2 separate regions of the Mus musculus genome follow, and region 2 is linked to region 1. The links are chromatin contacts, called in public HiChIP or PLAC-seq maps. All regions are on one chromosome and are shown on one strand. Each heading gives the region's core, a stretch centred on a gene start, on an enhancer-like site or on the middle of the called end of the contact. The rest is flanking DNA. Distances are from core to core; before and after follow the strand shown. Region 1 has its middle 17 kb from the start of Ptp4a2. Region 2 holds the start of 1700108I11Rik (a long non-coding RNA gene).

The links. HiChIP or PLAC-seq counts read pairs in DNA pulled down with a chosen protein or histone mark.
Region 2: an RNA polymerase II HiChIP or PLAC-seq map of embryonic stem cells shows a contact between it and region 1, with 24 read pairs. The contact joins the promoter of 1700108I11Rik here to the enhancer-like site in region 1. A contact is called at or near these places in 15 of 39 promoter capture datasets (the 3T3-L1 cell line, 3T3-L1-derived adipocytes, the C10 cell line and 10 more), 16 of 484 Hi-C or Micro-C datasets (B cells, CD4 T cells, CD8 T cells and 9 more), 11 of 115 datasets of contacts at active chromatin or transcription factors (CD8 T cells, the HPC-7 cell line, the SCID.adh cell line and 5 more) and 3 of 9 other capture datasets (adipose tissue, liver and pancreatic islet).

Annotation. Positions count from the first base shown.
Region 1 is chr4:129,801,686-129,805,346 of GRCm38.p6, reverse strand. No RefSeq gene overlaps it. Among named protein-coding and RNA genes, the nearest start is that of Ptp4a2, 17 kb to the left of the region's middle. Within about 2 kb of position 1,741, at least 24 of the 459 cell types and tissues checked have an H3K27ac peak or open chromatin away from gene starts, as enhancers often do. A contact at or near this core is called in CD8 T cells, the HPC-7 cell line, the SCID.adh cell line and 4 more, where this site is marked.
Region 2 is chr4:129,851,239-129,854,899 of GRCm38.p6, reverse strand. 1700108I11Rik (a long non-coding RNA gene) reads left to right here and starts at 1,669. Exons shown (of 2, transcript XR_868199.3): 1 at 1,669-1,769; 2 at 2,200-2,397.

The DNA of each region.
Region 1 (3,661 bases), core at 492-2,991:
AGTTGAACCCCCAAGACTAACACAGTGGAAGTGTTGGGTCCAGGAGTCTCCCTATAAACCACACAAACACCGATCCCAGTCAGACAGGGTTAGTTAATGAGTATTTAGCCCAAGACTGATCGATCAGAGCCACAGACCAGACTCAGGAGCTGACTGTGAGCCTGAGCCAGCATTCTACAGTGCTTTTAAGCCTGAATCCATAAGCATCAGTGCCAAGCTATTCCTCCAATCAAAATTTAGGAATAGGGAACTTTCTTAAGAACATGTCTTTGTGTACATTTATCCTATCCCATTGGTTGGGGTATTCAACTGTGGCAAGTAACATTCATGACTCTCTCTCTCTCTCTCTTTTTTATTTTATTTATTTATTTATTTATTGGTTTTTTTGAGACAGGGTTTCTCTGTATAGCCCTGGCTGTCCTGGAACTCACTTTGTAGACCAAGCTGGCCTCGAACTCAGAAATCCACCTGCCTTTGCCTCCCAAGTGCTGGGATTAAAGGCGTGTGCCACCACGCCCGGCTTAATATGTTTTTTAATGTATATGAGTACACCATAGTTGTCTTCAGACACGCCAGAAGAGGGTATCAGATCCCATTACAGACGGTTGTGAGCCATCATGGTGTTACTGGGAATTGAACTCAGGACCTCTTGGAAGGACAGTCGGTGCTCTTAACCACTGAGCCGTCTCTCCAACATTCATGTCTTTTTTTTGTTTGTTTGTTTGTTTTTTGTTTTTTTTCGAGACAGGGTTTCTCTGTATAGCTCTGGCTGTCCTGGAGCTCACTTTGTAGACCAGGCTGGCCTCGAACTCAGAAATCCGCCTGCCTCTGCCTCCCGAGTGCTGGGATTAAAGGCGTGCGCCACCACGCTCGGCTCAACATTCATGTCTTAGCTCAACCAGGATGTCAGTTATCCATGCATATGACTCTGCCAAGGAGGACATCAATTCTCAGGGATGTCCTGGGAACTTAGAACTTTACTCCAATCCTATTCAAAATGGCTTCTTATATCTGTGCAGGTGTCTCTCTTATGTTATGGTCCATCCCAGGAGCAGCTTATAAAGGCAAAAGCTATAAAAGCTCACACACAGGTGTAGAAAATGCTGCCTAACGTTTGGTGTGGGTCCAAGCTTTTTGTGGCTAACTGTATAAAGCAATTCTAATTGACCTCTATTGTGATTGGTTTCCAAGAACAGCAAAGCACAGACTACAATAGATTATTCAATCCACTCAGGCAGGAGAAAGTTTCCTTGTAACAGTAATAACAGCAAATAAAATAAAATCAAATGGCTAGCTAGACAGGCAGGGGTTACCCAGGCCTTAACAAAAAGACAGAACAGAATCCCACAAGTTGTCCTCTGATCGCCACTTATGAGCCAGGGCGTGCATGAACAGTAGAAAGAAGAGGTTCATACTCACTAAAGTAAAAATAAAAGGGAAATGTAATACAAATTTAAGCTTATATTTGGGGTGAAGACTCATGTAGTACAGATGGACCTTAAACTTAGTATGCAGTCTAGGATGACCTTGATCTCCTGATTCAGCCTGAACCTCTCTGGGAGTCAAAGTTACGTTTTAATTACTGTTCCTAAGAGATTCATGAAACAAAAATGCCTCAAAAAATATAAGCCCCGGAGTGAGAGACTTCCTGAAATGCTGGGGACTGTTGTTTAGGGGAGCCAATAGACAAGTTTGTTTGACCTATTTGCACCAGATGTGTTGATCACATGAGGGTGGGAGGTGCCTGGACAGGAAGTATGTCAGGATGCCTGCTTGTCCCTGATTGGACCTGATGGGAAGTGTAGTGAATTGTGTGTTTTTGCCTCTTTGAACTCCTACAAGATGTGACTCATGGCCATTTTCTGGGTACCCAGAGATGAACCTGACCAGAGTCTATCCTGGTCAGTATTTAGTTAATGCTTGCTTCAAATTTGGCTTTAAGTTGTGGTAGTGCTCTTATTCTCAACCAGTGGGTTTAACACATCTTGTTATGATGAAACCTTGAAATCATGAAATGAAACCACCAGGCTTTGTTTCATGATTGTTTTTCCTAAATAAAACTCACGTCAGCAATTTTTTCATGTCAAACACTCCAGCACAATACAATCCAACGATATATTAATTTGATATTCACAGCTGAGGGAAGAAAGTAAGAAAATATTAAGTCTTTGTTTTCTGTAATTGAACCATTATGGTTTTATAAGACAGAATGTTTGGTATGTGGAGTAAAACACTGCAGTTTATAACATTCATCTCAAATCTGAGCAGAGATGATTCAGGCAAGTGTTGGTGTTGTATAGCTTGACTGTATACATACCCCATACCCATGACTGTGTGCATACCCCATATCTGTGACTGTGTGCACACTACATACCTGTGACTGTGTACACAACACAAACCCATGACTGTGTGTACACCCCATACCTGTGACTGTGTGCACAACACATATCTATGACTGTGTGCCCACCCCATTCCCGTGAATGTGTGCATATCACATACCATGCTGTATGTTCAGAAACAAGGTCATAGTGAAGCTGTACGATGCAATACACGGAATATGGTCAAAAATACCTTTGGAGGAGCTGGAGAGATGGCTCAGCAGTTAAGAGCACTGACTGCTCTTCCAGAGGTCCTGAGTTCAATTCCTAGCAACCATGTGGTGACTCACAACCATGTGTAATAGGATCTGATGCCAGCTACAGTGTACTCACATACATACATGCAACAAAGAAAATCTTTAAAAAAAAAATACCTTTGGGTTCCTTGGATGATGAATTAATTTTTGGTCAGTGGATATTCAGAAACATTTAACTGATGCCAAACTTTCCATGACTTCCCACATTCATTTATGAGGTCCCCATGTGGGTTCAGTACCCAAAGATTAAGAGTCCCCTGGGGGGCTGGTGAGATGGCTCAGCAGGTAAGAGCACCCGACTGCTCTCCCAAAGGTCCTGAGTTCAAATCCCAGCAACCACATGGTGGCTCACAACCATCCGTAATGAGATCTGATGCCCTCTTCTGGTGTGTCTGAAGACAGCTACAGTGTACTTACATATAATAAATAAATTTAAAAAAAAAAAAAAAAAAAAAAAAAAAAAAAAAAAGAGTCCCCTGGGGCTGGGGCCGATGAAATGGCTCAGCAGTGAAGAGCAGTGGCTGCTCTTCCAGAGGTTGCAGTTCCATGCCTTGCACCCACAGGGTGGCTCACAGCCATCTGTACCTCCAGTTCCAGGGGATTTGATACTTTTTTCTGTTCTCCACAAGCAAGGCATACACACATGTATATGCATATGTGCAGGCAAAACACCCCTAACACATAAAAATAAGTAAAATGAAAAGAAAAAAAAAAAAGAAACAGGGGCTAGGGAGATGACCCGGAGGTTGAGTTCACACTGTGAACCAAGTTCACTTCCCAGCATCCTTCAAACAGCTCACAACTACCTGTAACTGCAGCATCAGGGGCATTAGACATTGGTCTTCTCAGGTACCCACATTCACATGCACACACCGCCACCGCAAGTTCACATTATTAAAGAGAAACATTTTTAGAATTGGGGTATGTGGGGTATTAAATACTCATCATTTTTTTTCATTGGTTTGTTTGTTTTTCGAGACAGTGTTTTTCTATGGCTGTCCTGGAACTCACTCTGTAGACCAGGCT
Region 2 (3,661 bases), core at 420-2,919, 50 kb before region 1:
GTCTCAAAGACGAAACAAGATATTGCTGGTGCTGAGACATTGATCTCTTGAACAAAGCACATGGCTAAGGCTGTCCCTGTGAGAGTACACTGCCCATTTACTGAGATCCCTGCCTTAGCATCACCAACCTACCTTCCCAACCTCACTAAATTTGCTTGCCTTCCTTACCATATTCAGGATCTGCACTGCTGTGCCAACCCACACCAAGCAGTTTTTCAAGTTTACACAAACTCCTTGGGAAATACTGGTACCATCTTCATATATCTCAGCATATAGCGGGTTCCTTCATCTTCCTCGGTCTCATGGCCATTCCGTCTGACTGTATTAATCACTAATTCCTATGCTCTTCCTCACGTTCTCTTATTGCACTGATGTTTAACTGAAAAGAAATGTTCTTCTCCTACCCCTTAATAATTTCTTGCCAGTTTGTCATGTTCCCTCCCCTGGTATCCTCAGTGGCTAGGATAGTGGGTAAACACGTAGCAGGCACACCGCACTCACTCACAGGAGGTTGTCACAGCACTCAACAAGCTGTGTTTAATCCCTTGGGGTTTTGATACATGGACTCCCTATGTAGCCTAGGTCCTCCTGCCTCAGCCATCCAAATGCTAGCTACAAGTGTGTGCCACCATGAGCCCCACAGCTGGGTGTGGAGAGACAGGACCACTGGGAGTCCTAGGCCAACCTAGGTTTTTGTTTTCTTTTGGTTACGTAACTAGAAAAAAAAAAAAAGGAAAACTTAAGAGCTGCCAAGATGGGCTGGTGAGATGACTCAGCGGGTAAGAGCACTCTTCTGAAGGTCCTGAGTTCGAATGCTAGCAACCACCCATAAAGAGATCTGATGCCCTCTTCTGGTGCATCTGAAGTCAACTACAGTGTAACTTATGTATAATAAAAATAAAAAATAAAAAGCTGGCAAGATGGTTCAGCAGATAGAGTGGCTTGGCATCAGCCTACAATCCAACCTCACTTCCTGGGACTCAAAAGTGGAGGAACCAATTCCTGCAAGCTGTTCTCTAACCTCCACACAAATGCTGTGGGGTACCCACAAACACATACACAAATTAAATGTAATTTTAAAAATTAAGGTTTAAAGCCAGATGTGATGGCACACACCATTAATCCTAACATTCGGGAGGCAGAAACAGGTGGATCTCTGTGAGTTCAAGGCTAGCCTTGCCTACAAAGTAGAGCAAGCTACAGAGGGAGACCACATTGGGGGGGGGGGGGCAAAGTGTGCTGGCACACACCTGTAATCCCAATATTATCACCAGGGCAGATGTTCCCAGGCCGTAGTGCCTTAGATCCACATGGAGATAAGACCCAGGTGTTGCGGCACCTGTTCCTTCTTGGCTGTGGGGAATCTTTCCTTGCCTTCTGTGGGTCCCCCATACTACCTACAGTGCTAGCTTGGGGGCCCGCCCTTCATCCATCTGCGAAGCCAGCAACATTAAACCCAGGAAAGGCTCTCTGAAGAACTTCCATCAGTCTGCCAGTTCACCTAGGAAATGCCTATTTCAGCACTGCTATTCACATGAAGCCCACTCATCATGTCAGGCCCAGGAACTTTAGCTGCACGCATCTGAGGAACCATTATTAAGTCACAATGCTTGTTTGTTTCTGTGTTGAGGCCCTGGCTGTTGTAAACCAGGCTGTTCTCAAACTCGAAGAGATCTGCTGCCTGCCTGTGTCTTCTGGGTGCTGGGATGAAAGGCATGCAGCACAACTGCCCAGCTCAATGAAGACTTCAGTGGCATCAATCCCACCAGGTAGACAAATCCAACACTAGGAGAACCCACCACTAAACTAAGTGCAACAGAACTTCTGGTGGTCTTTATAGGAGTAATCCCAATGAAATAAAAATTCTCACTGGGAGACAGAGAGGGCAGTGCATGCCTGAAATCCAGCACTTAAAAGGGGCCGGAGGATAAAAATCCCAAATAAGACGTCTGGTCTACATAAGAAGTTATAGACCAGCCTATAGAGACCCTGTTTCAAAAATAAAAAACCCAAACCACAAAACAATCTATGCTGGAACAGACTCAAAGGAGAATGTAAGTTTAGTTTTACTGTAAATTAAAGAGAAATTTAACTGTAGTGTTCAATTCCCAGTACAGGGTGTGTTTCTGTGTCAGAACAAGGTAGATGTGAAATCAAAACGATTTGTCTTTTGTATGTGTACACACTTGTGTGTTACAGCACAGGCTCCAAGGATCAAACTCAGGCATGGTGGCCATCTTGCCAACTCCTCAAACCAAATAAAGACAGGTTCTCTCTACAAAGCCATGGCTACCTTGGAACTCACTTCACAGACCAGGGTGGTCTTAAACTCAAGTGATCTTCCGACCTCTGCTATCCAAATAATGCCAAGATTAAAGGTTTATACCACCAACTCCAGCTTTTTTTTTTTAAAGATTTATTATATGTAAGTACACTGTAGCTGTCTTCAGACACTCCAAAAGAGGGCATCAGATTTCGTTACGGATAGTTGTGAGCCACCACGTGGTTGCTGAGATTTGAACTCTGGACCTTCGAAAGAGCAGTCGGCGCTCTTAACCACTGAGCCATCTTGCCAGCCTCAGCTCTGACTCTTATCATGCAATAAATAGTATGTTTATAAGTTGGTGGGAATTATGTAGAAAAGTTAATGAAAAGGGTATCAGAAAAAGGCACTTAAATTTGAACCTTTAATCAAATAAGGGATGAGATTTAAGAAGATGGAAATGCTTGCCTTAAAATTAAAAAAATAAAAGGGAGGTGGCTGGAGAGTTGGTTGGCGGTGTGAGTGCTTTTGCAGGTTCTGCAGAGGGCCCACGTTTCTTCAGCAGTAGTTCCAGGGGATCCAATTCTGTCTCTTGGTTTCCATGGATACCTGCACACATGTGGCACACACACATCAAATTTTTCTTTTCTAAATCTTAGAAATACTATAGAATGGGACCCTTTACACTGGGTATGTTGGTAGTAGTAACTAAGACAGTGGCATTGCGTGCCCACCAGAGATGGCTGGGTAAGGTGTAACCTGGCAAGCTTCTTTCAAAGCTTTGGTGTGAGCGCTGGGACACACTGGCCAGGGCACACTGTGACAGTGAGAGGACAGCTTTCAGCTGTCATTGTTGAGACCATCCAGCACTATCACAAGCTGGCTCTGCTCGCTCTCTCTCCTCAGGAGTGCTGGGATGACAACTATCCGTAGCATCCAGCTCTCTCTCTCAAGCACGGGCTCCAGGGATGAGCTCAGCCTTTTTACCCGCTGAGCTGTTTTCCAGGTTCCTTGTTTCTGGGTTTAAAAACCAATTAGAACTAAAGTAAGGAAGGCATTAAAGAAGTAAGAACCCCCAAAGAAAAAGAGCTAAATGAGGCAGATGTGGCAAGTTGGAAAGAGCACTAAGGTTGACACAAGGCCATGAAACTTTAGATGCATCGGCATGGTCAGATACACAATATCAGAGGAGCTGAACCAAAACCAAGTTCAGCCAGAGTGAAAAGACAAAGCATGCCATTTAGAGCCAAGAGTAATGATCATAACCAACCACAGAAGTTAAGAGGGCTAATGCAAGGCACAAGGTTAAAACCAAGCAATGTGACCCACGGCGCCTAAGTAGCACAGCACAAAGCTGTCCGTTGTAACTGCTCACCAAGATGGACTGGCTCTTGCCAT